2 separate regions of the Sus scrofa genome follow, and region 2 is linked to region 1. A link is a contact called in public HiChIP or PLAC-seq data. All regions are on one chromosome and are shown on one strand. The core of a region is the stretch at or near the end of the contact, and the rest is flanking DNA. Distances in the headings are between cores, read along the strand shown. Region 1 holds the start of LPP (lipoma-preferred partner). Region 2 overlaps LPP (lipoma-preferred partner).

Region 1 (6,597 bases), core at 1,031-3,530:
AACTCTAGCCCTTGGTCTATGAATGCAGGCCTCATCCCATCCCCCACCCAACAACATGAGGCAATTCTCAAGGCTCCACTAATGAAGCAAGCCTGCCTTGTGCTGATGGTTTTCTTGAGCAATTTATTAACTCACAGTGATCTCCCAACGTCCCCTAAGTTTCTCTCTATAAATGTGGTCCTTTGTTGGGACTTCTACAACTACCTGTGTCTACTCTATCCCTATCAAATTCATGGTTTTTAAGTTAGAATCACTCACCTGGTGACTTACTGTGGTTCAAGTTCTTTGTGCCTCAGCGTAGAAGGAATTCAATGAGAGACAAACTGATAGGAAAGACTTAGATTCATTAAGAAAAAGTGCTTGTGAGAGATGCTAGCAGGCAGGGAAGGAGGCTCTGCCCTGAAGATTAGGTGGGCTACATTTTAATAATCCAAGGGAAATGGGGGTGGGAAAAGACTGCCTCTTCCTCTTTCTAGAGTAGTAGCTCCTCCTCAGTAGCTGGTAAGAGAGTATTGACTCTGTAAGGTCAAACTAGGACTGTCCCGGAGCTTATTCAAATCAGAAGGGTGGTCCTTAAACTCCTGCCCTAGGTCTGAACCTGAATGCAGGCCTCGCCCCATCCCACACTCAAAGACCTGAGGCTTATCTCCTGCCTCCACTAGTCATTCTGATGGCCCTCCCCATTGATCAATCGCCAACCCACAGTAATTTCCCAAATCTCCCCAGGCACCCCCCTCCATCCATGGTCCCCCACTGGGACCCCCACAACCACACGTGCCATTATCCTATTCCATCCCTATCATACCCAGGAATGTGTGAATTCAAAAACTTTGCACAAAAAAGATGCTTGATAAAAGGCAGGAGCAAAAATGTTTCTGCATTTTTTAATTCTTGGTTAAAAAAAAAAAAAATCCCACCAAATACCCCCAAAAGCAAGTTTTCTAGGTTTCATGAATTAGTAACTCACTGGGTACTCTCACTATTTATTAATAGGAATTAGAAGATCAGGGCCTCCTTGTTGAGTGGAAAAATCATGGGATTAGTCAGGGGACCTGGATGGGGGAAGGTGGGTTCAGGTGTTTCGTTCTGTTGCTTATTTTGTGTTGGGCAAGCCTCTTTACCCGATTTTTTCCTTAAATGGAAACAAGGGACTACAATTTGTCCTAACAAAAAAACATAATATGCCAGTGAGAAAAAAGTGCTTTATCACGTGCTGAGGTGAGGAATGATTAGACATCAGTAGGATAGAAATACAAGGAAACAAAGTCCCCAGCCTTAGAGTGCCTTCCAGGCAATGGCTGCTGCCCCTTTCCTAACCTTTTAACATAATAAATGGTGGCTCTCCTGGTTGCTCACATTTAAATGTCTGAGGAAAAATATCCAACCCCAAACTTCCAGTATCAGGTCTGCCTTTATTCAAACCAGTTCACCCAGTTTGCAAACTTTTTTGAAGCTGGAAGCACCCAGTAAGCTTTCTGGGTTTCCAGTCAGGGCTGTGAAGTAAATGTTAAACTCCTGGGGTTCATTTATTTAAGCAAGAGACAGAGGAAGTTGCCTTGAAGCAACTAATTGGTATGGCTATTCAACGCTCACTGGCAGTCAGAGCCTTCTAGGAACTGACTTCATCGCGGCCCAGGCAAGTTCGGAATCTCTGTCTAGGGTGGTCCTTGTAGCCCGAAGACATTTGGTTCACTGCTCTGCAGGAAGCAGGGAGCCAGGGTGACGGGAACAGGGCTGGAAAGATGAGCATCCGGGTCTCATGCCTGGATCTGTGGAGTACATGACCTTGCACAAGTCACTTCTCTTCTGAGGGCTTCGGTTTCCCCATGTGTGTAGTGGACGGGTTGGAAGTTGATGTTGGTGCTCTGACATCCAGTACTTTTGAGCCTGGCTGGGAATTCGGGGCGGGGCTCAAGAGCAAGTCTCCGAAGGGGATTCAAAGGCTGGATCTGGTTTGCTCAGGCTTACCGCCCCCCCTCACCCCGCCAATCTGGCGCCCTAAACAGTGGACGCGCTTTCCCCCATTTCTTCAATAGCCCCTCACCCCGGCAGTGTCCTCCTTCTTCGTTTCCTTCCTCTTCCTCCAGTGCAGGCAAAGCCTCCACATCTCCCTCTTTCCTTCCTCCTTTGCAAGCTCCCCGCGTCTTCTCTCCCTCCCAGGAAATCAACGGCCCTCGGGTGCACCCACCTTGGAGCAAGGCCATGGCTCGCGGAGGGCGCCCCCTCCCCCGGCGGCGAGCGCGGCGCGGCGGCCCCGCGGGCACCCGCCTTCCCATACCTTACATGGACAAATGCGTGCAGGCAAAGTCAGGAATTCAGGCCCCTGACGTCAGCCTCCAGCTCTCAGGGCACCGCACGGGAGACCGAGGGGAGGGGGTGGGGACGGTGGGGAGGAAGGAGGGGGAAAGGCACCAACCAGCAGCCGCTCCAGCCCTGCCGAAGTTTCACTTTTTGTCTGTGGGTTCGCTCCCGGGCCCCGCGCGAGCTTTCCCGGGATAAGTAGCTTTAGGAAGCGGGGGAGAGCCGGGCGCTGTAAGGTAAGGGCTGGCGGCGCGGCGCGGGGCGCGGTGCGGGGCTCGGGGCCGGGCCTGGCCGGGGCTGGGGACAATAGGAGGGGGAGTGCCCGGGCACCTCCTCCTTCGCCGCTGCCTCCGCCTCCAGCCGCCGCTGCCGCCGCCGCTGCCCCGGTCTCCTCCTCCCCGAGGTATTGCTGCAAATCCTCCTTCCTTCCCCCCCACCCTCCGCCCGCGGGCGCCTCGGGAACCCCCAGCCCTCCCCGGGCGCGAGCGCCTCCGGGGTGGCAGGAGCGCGGGCCGCAGGGCGCCGAGCGCGCGTCCGGCCCGGGCCGCAGGGCCCGCCGTGCGGAAGTGCTGGCCGCGGCGCGATCACGGGGTGCATGCGTGGGGGAGGGGGACCCCGAGTTTTTCGGGAAGCGTTGGCCCGGGGTTGGGCGGGGTTGGAGCCCTTCCCTGGGCGCCCCCTGCCCGGGCTTTTCAGGGCTCCCAGGGGGCGGGGCCACACCCAGCCGCTTAGAGCTTTCGCGGAATCACAGTTGTCACAGTGGAAGGGGCCTAAGAGTACAGGCTTCGAGTTCCCCCATTTTCCTGTTGAGGCAACTGAGACCCAGAGAGAAGGAGAGCCTCCCCCAAAGTCACTTATTAGAAGCCGGGCCATAATTAAAATAGATGGCTCCCAACTCCTAGGTCTTTTTTTTCAAGCATTTCTTCCTTCGGCACACACTGGTGCGGGCGCTGTACTGGGTTGTAGGGTCCTAGAGGCATTTAGGGCCCAGACTCTGACCTCAGTGGAGCGCTCAGCTGAGGAGCCAAGCCTGACCCAAGGTAGACGATGCTAAGTGCTGGAGAAAAGGCACGAATAAAGTTTGAAGGGGCTCTGGATAAAGGATTTGCTTTTCTGGTTCCTAAGGAGGGGTCAGAGGCTTTTGAAGGGTGGAGGGTTTTCTGAAGCCAGTCAGGGACAAGGGCAGAGGCCATTTGCAAGAGAGAACTGCAGAGCAGAGAAGACTAAATAAAATGTGGAGAGTGGAGATGAAGCTGTAAATGTTACTGTGCAAGGAGGCAGGGGCATGAGGTTGGACGGCCGGGGGTGGGGGTACATGAGATGAAATAATCAGTGGAATTGTGCCTCAGTTCTTGAACGGAGGGGTGTCTTTGTGACTTTGGGGTGCTAGAGGTGCTGAAAGATCTCTCCGGCTTCCCTTTCCTTCCCAGGGATCCAAAGCCATCTGGCCCTCAACACTACACGCAAAAAATGTAGGTTCGTTATTTGAGCTTCTTTACTTGTACCAGAGTCACTTAACTTTGTATCCATCCCCTCTCTCTTTTCATTTCCTCACCCTTTTCTAAATTGCTTGCTTTCCAATAAAACTCATTCTCACTAAAGTGTTAGTGACTTAGTGGCCTACCTCCTCCAGCACAAGTGCATTTTAAGAAAGCTTTTAAGTGGTAGGAGGGAAAGCAACTAACATCCTCCCTTCCCCACATCTTCACCCTCCCAGCTCTTAGGGGTAGGGAAACAAAAAAAAAGGTTCAGCGAAGGTGGGTGCTCCTTCTAAAGCCTGCAGTAAATAATGGTAGACTATGGAAGGCCAGAACTCCCTGGAGGGTTCCTTCTACCCCATGACCAGCCTTCTTCCTTTCAAGGTCCCTACCTGCACCAGGGTCAGTTAAAAGGAATAATGTGTATCATATTAAATCTTTACAAGGCAGTTCCCCAACCCCAACCCCAGGCCTTTACAGTCAAGAATGTAGACTCTAGATGGGTGACAAGTAGTTGGAGTTAGCTGTCTGAATGATAGGGGTGCAGGCCTGGGGCCTTTGTGTCTGGCAGCCCCCCCAAGGTCATGCTGCTTATAAACAGTAGGCAGTTCTAGTGCTGCTTGGAGGATTGGCAGAGGGAGGAGAAACTGAGCTGTTGAGCTGGTTACTATGGCTGGGACTGGTTGGACCCTTCTTGGAGTGGTATGTTCCAGGGGACAGTCTGTTCCAGGTGGGGGAGGAGGCTTCATTTTGAAGGTCCTTATGCCAGGCATGGATAATGGCTTAAAGTTATCATTTGAAGCTTTTGAGCAGGCCAGGACATGAGCGAGAGGGGAGGAACTGGCATTGGGAAGACTTCTGCCACCTATTCCAATGAGAGAGGCAATAATCTGGCCTAAGAGTATTATCGGTGGATATTTGATCATTTATTCCACATATGTTACTGAATATCTATTAGGTGCCCTTGGCAAATATGAAAAATTTATGGCAGGCTTCTGTATTTTATTGAGACAAATAAGTTGAGTTTAATAAAAAAGCATACTTTTTCACATTTTAATATCACCGAAATTGGATTGTCTTAAAGTCACAAATGTGTCATAGTTGAGCAGTTCTTCATTCTAAGTTGTTAATGGTACATCTTACAGTTGATGGTTTAGAGTTGATGAAATTGGTTAATCATACCCTTTATGAATGTACAGTGCTTTGCACTTTTTTATAAAAAGTTTCCAATCAGATATTCTATTTGAATCTCAAAAATCCCCTGAGAATTGGGCCTAGTGACACTGTCATCTCCATTTTACCTCATGTCTAAGGTCACTCAGATAGAGATACCCTCAAAATTACAGTCCTGAAGTTTGACTCTTGGTGTTAATATGTGACTTTAACTTGTTATGGAACTAGCATGGGTTAATTGGGAACTGGGAAGTGTCAGGTTGAATTTGATGTCAGAACTATGCCTTAAGATGCTGGAATGATGAGGTTTTTTTTTTTTTGTTTTGTTTTTTGGTTTTTTTTTTTCGGTTTTTGGCCAATGGCAGAGTGTAACTAACAAGGACTGAGAAGCTCCCGTAGCCCAGGGATTCACTGCATTAAACAGAAAATGGGCAGGGAGATAGAAGATGCCAGGTAACATAGTAAAACCAGAGGATGGAGCACAGTGCTATTTTTACACAGAAGGGAAAGGAGCAGTGCATGAAGCATGCAAATTCTGGAGCCTACCTGCTGTGAACCAGGAACTGGCTGGTCCTGGGAGCACAAAGATGAGGAGAACATGGTGCCTGTTCTTGAGGAGGGTGTGTGCATGTGTGTGTGAGCATGTGTGTGTGTGTGTGTGTGTGTGTGTGTGTGTGTTGTGTTGTTTTAGGGGTATGTTTCTGCTGCACTGAGGAGGTTTGACCTCAGGGAAACTACCAGAGGGAATGGTGTCTGAAGAGAATCTTTAGGGCCAAATAGGAATTGCCCAAGTGGAAGGACAGGTAAGAATTTAACTCGTTTGTCACATGTAGATGGATGTAGGGAAGAGGCTGGTTTTGAATGGCCAGCAGTGATTGGGGTGGTGGGAAATGGAGAAAAGGGAGGGCTTTCTTTTTTTGCTAAATAGAATTAAATGGGCTACTAAAGGATTCTCTAGAGATTTGCTTGAAAACAAGTCTGGTTAAGGGCTCTGGGACCCTCTGTGGGATTAGATATTGGGTTGGTAAGGCAGGAAGAAGAGCAGCACATTTAGTAACTGGTTGAGTGAAGCTGAGACTTTGACCCTGGGCAGTAATTAGGAGTCCTAGTTCAGTGCGTTGGTGGGTGGGGAATTTCCTGGAATAAGGCATCAGAAGGCTGCACCTAGCTAGAAGAAAGCTAGGCAAGGAAGGGGGAGGTTTAGTTGTGAAGCATGTAGGAAGCTCCTATCTGAATGGAAAGGCACTGGCTTGAGGGTGTGTGTGTAAACAAAGGTGGGGATGGGGAGTTCCCATCGTGGCGCAGTGGTTAACGAATCCGACTAGGAACCATGAGGTTGCAGGTTCGGTCCCTGCCCTTGCTCAGTGGGTTAACGATCCGGCGTTGCCGTGAGCTGTGGTGTAGGTTGCAGACGCGGCTCGGATCCCGCGTTGCTGTGGCTCTGGCGTAGGCCGGTGGCTACAGCTCCGATTCAACCCCTAGCCTGGGAACCTCCATATGCCTCGGGAGCGGCCCAAGAAATAGCAACAACAACAACAACAAAGGACAAAAAAAGACAAAAAAAAAAAAAAAAAACAAAGGTGGGGAAGTGAATAAGGAATAGAAGTGTGTTACTGAAATCTGTTCCACTTGGCTTGGATGAGTG
Region 2 (6,597 bases), core at 2,528-5,027, 180 kb after region 1:
GTTGTTGCTATTTCTTGGGCCGCTCCCGCGGCATATGGAGGTTCCCAGGCTAGGGGTTGAATCGGAGCTGTAGCCACCGGCCTACGCCAAAGCCACAGCAACTCAGGATCCGAGCCGCGTCTGCAACCTATACCACAGCTCACGGCAACGCCAGATCGTTAACCCACTGAGCAAGGGCAGGACCGAACCCGCAACCTCATGGTTCCTAGTCGGATTCGTTAACCACTGCGCCACGACGGGAACTCCCTTCTTCTTCTTTTTTTAAGGGTCATACCTGTGGTATATGGAAGTTCCCAGGCTATGGGTGAATTGGAGCTGCAGCTAGCCACCTGAGGTCTGAGCCATGTTTGCAACCTATACCATAGCTCATGGCCGTGCCAGATCCCTAACCCACTGAGTGGGGACAGGCATCCAACCTGCCTCCTCATGGATACTAGTTGGTTTTGTTTCCACTGAGCCACAACAGGGACTCCCCCCACCCCACACCCCTTATGTCTACTTGATTTAATTTCCCCTTCATTTCCTAGCTTTTTAAGGTTTCCTACCAAAAGCACAAAAGTCTGGGCAACGTGGAAGTATTTAATGTCTCTAGTATGCCATACCTAGGATATTCTTGTCTGTTGCCTTCTTGTTTCCTCAGTTAGTATGTAGCAGGAGGGCTTTATCTCCAGTTTCCTGGCCCTTAATTGAGTACATAGCTGCACTATGCTGCCAGTGTTACCTGGCTCTGAAGGGGCCACACTTTACTAGTTGGGTCTGTCACTGTCTCTCATCTGCCCAAAACACTTCAAATAATTTAAGGCTACAAGAACAACAAATCTCAAGGATACAGAAAATGAGTTAGAGCCCTTTGAGACCTAGGACCCATAGTATCTGCATGTCACTCTCCTGGGGAACCAGTGTAAAGTAGGTAGCCCTTTGGCAGAAGAATTCACTCTTCTTAAGTTTGCTAAGAAAACAGATACTAGTAAAAATAAATTTTAAAAAATTAAAAAAAAAGAAAGAAAAGAAAAACAAGAAGCATAATGGTTGTAAAATTTGTAAAATATGAGTTTTCTCCTGCAGATAAACAGCTGATAGCTGTATTTCACAGCTAGCTCTGCTGTGGTCCGTATACTCTTCTAGAAGTTTTAGAAGAGGTGGGGTAGTCAATGTGCTGTTCCTAACTGCAAGCCCTGTAGAATAGCAAATTTGTGGAAGATTTGTTATCAGCATTTAAAGTACTGTAAACATTTGTTCTGCTGAATATTTTGTTTACCTTTTGCTGTGTATTTCCATGATCTTAATCATGATTTTATTTACACAGACCTTTGAAAGAATTGAAGTCTGTTGGTACTACCCCATATTTGTATGAGTTAGAAATTTAGAATTGAGTGGAAATTTTAGTTTTACATTAATATGGTTTTCAAAGCTGATATTCACCATACACATAGAATAAGGACAGGTCATGTGCAAACAAGGCCAGTGAGGAGACGTATGGACCATGAAACTCCTCTATGAGTAAATCAAACAATGCAGCCACTTGTGTTGTTTGATTTTATTCTCATTTCTACAAAAATACCATCTTATTTAAAAAAGATGGTAGCCAAAAATACAGGAATAGCTCCTACCTGTCTTTTTGTCCATCTGTAGTCCACAAAATGCCCCTGCAAAAAATCCTTTCCTATGTATTTCATGTATTTTCATGGGTAAACATATCAGAAAAGTGTACTATAGACACACCATAGATTTTGATAGCTCTATGAGGCAGAGACCTATTTGTTCATTAAGAAACTGTAGTTATTACATTGTTTCCTCCAATGCCAATTGTTAAATATTAATAAAATAAGTTTTGAGAAGTGGTTAACTATGCCCCCCTTCTTCACTAAAACCCATTTTGAAATTACCAAGAAAATTTTAATCATGTCTTGAAAGATCATGAAAAATTGCTCTTGAGACAGAGGGATTTAATATTTATTTTTCTGTCTATCATCCATCTGTCATCTATCTATCTATCATATCTATCTGTCTGTCTATCTACTTTTTTTTGTTTTGGAAGAGGTTTTGGTGTGGAAAATAGGATAAAACTTCTCAAATAGCCTTTGGAAAGTAGAGAAGTAAATATTATGGAGACATGCTACAGAAATTTAAAATAATCTTGTGGTAAGAATTGGTATCGGTGGCAGTAATGAAGACAGAATAACTGTTTAAATAAATAATTAGACTTGACAGTAGACGTGTCAACAGGTACCCACTTAATGAGTGTAATCATTGTTTTTCTCGGCTTTCAACGTTGATCCACTGACTGTGGTGTGTTCCCTGTCCAATTTCCAAACCAAGTCTATTTAAAGCTGTACTTCATGGAATCTGAAACTGTATACCCTGTTTACTATTTAGAGCTGATACCCGATGTTCTTTAACAGGGAATATCTGTACTTGAGCAAGAACAGGTTTCTGGCCTCTGGTAGAACATTGATTTTCCTTATTTTCTACAAGGTGATTCATTAGCAGGGATGAATAATGCCCAATTAATTCTCATGGACTTGTCTATATTGCTAGAGTGCATTGTTTATTATAATTTAATAGAAACAGCCCTAATCTGTCTTAACACAAATAAATCAGTGATTTTTTTTTTTTTTTTTTTTGAGGTGGAGGTAGAGACAGTAGTTATAAGTAAAATTATTTTCTTAGTCATCTGGATAGAATCTCATTGTTTGCAGGAGTGAAGCAATGCATTATGGGTTATGTTCTATGAACCCAAATTCATGAGAATCTAATTCTACTGCTAGCTCTGGGCCTTGGACAAGTCACTTTCCCTTCTCTGGGGTCCTTTTCAGTATCTAACAACAGATAAAGTTGGACTGGTCAGTATGGCATTTCTTCTAGTCAAATGTCCTATTTTTTACAATGTTTTTCCCTTGGCCAATCCTTTCTCCTACTGCCGCTTTTCCAATGTCATAGGAGAATGCAGTATGTGAAAATAGTTGTTCTTTTCAGCATTTGACTTTTGTACATACCAGAAGGGCAGGTAGTGATTTGAACTATACATACAGTATGATTGGCCATTTATGCATTTTTTTGGTTCCCATTCAGTTTCTGGTAGAAAAGAAAAAACATCTGTTCTTCCGTGTTTCTCTGCTCTATAATCTGGGTCTCAGTTTCACAGACTCTGGTAGCATAGAGAGGTTCCTCTTCTGTTTGTTGTTTGACTTTTCCAGGGTTGCAGTCAGTGACCTTAAGGAGAGATCAGAATGTTAAAGGCAGAGGGGACTTTAAGAACCACTCTAGCCAAATTCTTTCATTACAGAGATGGAGATTTTGGGTCAAGGAGAGAATCTGATTTGTCTAATGTATTAGTGGGCTAGAAGATCTGGGCTAGAATTCTTTCTTCTGACTCCATAGTTATATCTCTGTTTTAGGAGAGAAATCTCTATGTGAAGTGTGCTTTCTCTTCCTGATTTTAAAGGGACGCCATTTTCAGGCAAAACCAATCCCATTGTCAACACAGGGATGTGAGCTGCCCTTGAAACATAAATGGATGCCAAGCCTCTCTGTTTTTTCCATGAGGCATGGTATAGAGGATTCTGGCTGCTTGTCTTCTCTGTGTTTATTAGGAGGCTGTGGATTTCCCTGTAGTTCTTCCTGTAAGAGATTACTTGCCCCTGACCTCACCACTGTGTCTTCCTGCCCTTTTCTGATCCAGTGAATTATAGGAAGCTGAGTATGAGTTCCTAGCTGGCTATGTACTACGCATAGTTGGGAACATTAATAAAGAGAAGACAGATGCAGGATTAATACACAGGGGACAGGAGAGTAATAGCCAACATGGTGAAATCTAGTTCAAGGCCTGCAGTTCACAGTCACTGTGCTACCCAAGATTAACAGCAGCATCTTTCATTCTTTCAGACCTTCTCTCTGCCTTGTTCTCGTGGGACTGGGCTGGGACTGACAATCAGCTGGGATGATCTTTGCCAAAATCAAACTAATGTTTTCATGAGATTTCCAGAGAAGAGAGTAGTAATTATCTAATAGTTAGAAGATAACTTTGAGGCCACTGGGTCTTAACACTTATCTTATACCTCATAATCCTGGCATGTAGAGTGTGGCAATTATATTACTGAGTCTGTGGTTCAATCCTGGCTCTACTTAATTTGCTGTGACTTTGGTGAAAGCATGACTTTCCTCTGAACCTCAGTTTCTCCATCTGTAATATGGGAGGGGGAGGAGGCGGAAGCGAGTGAAATAGATGATGTCTGAGTTTCCCCAACTCTGATTTTCATGAGTCTCTGATTTTTCTAAGGTCCCATAGCAAGTTTGCAGCCAAGCTGAATCTGAAATTCTTTGTCTGGTTTGGAGTGCTCATCATGAAAACTTCCACTGTCTCTTTCTAAGCTGCATGCTTGTGTCTTTTAGCCTTGTTTTATTAAATAAACTTCTTTCTCTCTGAGTTGGAAGATCCCTTTCTGTCAAGGGACTTGCCTAAGGCAGTAGTTATTAATTTGTCTCTCTGTGTGTGTGTTTAGCGGTAGGGGAAAGGATTATGGAATATTTGGAAATGCAGATGAATCTATGAAATAGAAAATACATGTCTGCATAGAATGTTGTCTATAATTTCAGGAGGTCTGTAAACCTTCTGAAGATCATATATAGGTTCTAGATTAAGCAAAAGATATTTTTCAGTGTGGGAAGTCTGTGATGACATTTGGGTAACATACATTTCCTTTGCTGTTGGATTTCTCCCACAATTCACCTATTGTTTTGCTCTGAGTGTCAGACTCATTTATGAGCATGACTCTGGACATTTATTACATTTCAAGTTGTTGAGTGATGTCTTAATATTGAAATTCTTATTCTACTTATTTTATTCATTCACTCACTCACACACATTCACTCACTCAGGTGTTGTTTTAATCCAAAATCTGCTAAGTGCTATCCATTTTAATACTTCATTTCATTAATCTCATAAAGTAGAAAATTATTTTTTCCCACCTTTCTTATGTGGACCCTGAGCTCAGAGAGTTTGTGTAATTTGTCTAATGTCATACAGCAAATAAAATAGCAAAGTCTGGATTCAAATGCACATCTGCTTCAAGATGTGTGAATACCTCCAGAGATAACACAGACTATGAATAGGGACAGTGAAACAATTCTAAAAACTGTAGAAGTTTCTGGTAGGAATTGGACAGAGGCCCCCTGAAGAATACTCTGAATGTGAGCAATGGGAGTTCAGAGATGAACAAGATCATATGTCCTGAAACATTTACATGAAAATTCATTAATTAAGTACTCTGCTGGTACCTTCAGGCAGAATAAGAAAGTTGGGCAGTTGTATAAACTGCCTTATAAATAACTCATATTTTTCCCATTCTTTCAAACTTGTATCAGGTTAGTATTCTCAGTTTCTCCATTTTTATAAGTGAGAGGAGGAGGAGACAGAGTGATAGGGTCATAGAGCCCTGATCATACTGCAGGTTATCAACTGAATTGGAATCTCAATGCTTTGGGAAATCCATTTGTTGTTTTCTCCCTATTATGCGGGGGATTTTTACTAGAGATAGACTCCTGGCTGTGCACAGATCAGCACAGATGCAGATGTGAGCAGTTAGAATTTGGATCGTGCCAAGATGTAATGACTGCCACATGTGTGAAGCTCATCTCAAGGCCTGGTGACCCACCGTGAGTCTATGTGGGAGCCCTGGGACTGACCGCTGGTGTGAGACATGGAAGAGGCCTTGGAGATTGTCAGGGGCAACACCTTCAGATGGGCAGGCAGAACAAGGACCAGACTTCATACCAGCATCCTACAGTAACAGCTAATTAAATTTTCTGTCATCTGTTCGCTCATGCTCATACTTCCCAGGTAAATATAGCTGGATTGGGAATCCAGCACTGTTAGCTGCCGGACCTTGGATGCAGTATCTTGATTTCTTTGGATCTCAGTTTCGTTGTCTGTAAAATGGAAATCACACCCTAGTGGCAGGACTGTTGGGAGGATAAGTGGAATACCACTGTGCTATATAATACAAAAATATTATTGTCTGTGTGATTAATAGTTTGCATCCTAGCCCAAATGAGACAGGCACATGCGACCTGTTCTTATAGATTCTACTTCCTAACTTCATCTTTAGATTTTTTAGATCCTTGCTTCTTAGAGTTTGGTTTGAAGACCAGGAGCATCAGCATCACCTGGGAGCTTGTTAGAAATGCAGACCTCAGGCCACACTCCAGACTTACTGATCAGAATCTGCATTTTAATAAGATCCCTAGGTAGTTCCTAGGCTCATTAGAGTTTGAGAAGCATTGTTTTCGGCTGGAGACCAATTTCGAGTCTGTTGGCTACAGGCCTGCTGACAATGACTGGGTCTGTGCCAGCATTCCTAGGCATTCCTTCCCCAAGCCTTGAGAGACAGGAGGGAGCCCTGTGAAGTTGCTCCCTGGGAATCATGGAAGGCGGGTTGAAGGAATCCAGCAGTCTTTATCTTTTCAACGCCCTTCATTTCCTCAGAAGTGGGATTCACCAGGGGTCAAACTGGGACTGGATCCCAAGTCTTGAGGCTCCCAGAGTCCGTGCTCTTTTCATTATACACTGATGTCTCAGTCAGGAGGAATGCTGGGCTA

The links. HiChIP or PLAC-seq counts read pairs in DNA pulled down with a chosen protein or histone mark.
Region 2: a contact with region 1 is called in an H3K27ac HiChIP or PLAC-seq map of skeletal muscle. The contact joins the enhancer-like site here to the promoter of LPP in region 1. A contact is called at or near these places in 1 of 5 promoter capture datasets (liver), 4 of 47 Hi-C or Micro-C datasets (embryonic fibroblasts, liver, skeletal muscle and 1 more) and 2 of 2 datasets of contacts at active chromatin or transcription factors (alveolar macrophages and skeletal muscle).

Annotation. Positions count from the first base shown.
Region 1 is chr13:125,780,093-125,786,689 of Sscrofa11.1, forward strand. LPP (lipoma-preferred partner) reads left to right here and starts at 2,281. Exons shown (of 11, transcript XM_021071250.1): 1 at 2,281-2,537. It overlaps LOC106508360, which reads right to left. Exons shown (of 3, transcript XM_021069821.1): 2 at 2,417-3,035; 3 at 1-1,887. The coding sequence ends at 1,690.
Region 2 is chr13:125,959,549-125,966,145 of Sscrofa11.1, forward strand. All of the region lies in intron 2 of LPP (lipoma-preferred partner), which reads left to right. Among named protein-coding and RNA genes, the nearest start is that of LPP, 180 kb to the left of the region's middle. Within about 2 kb of position 3,778, at least 8 of the 83 cell types and tissues checked have an H3K27ac peak or open chromatin away from gene starts, as enhancers often do. A contact at or near this core is called in skeletal muscle, where this site is marked.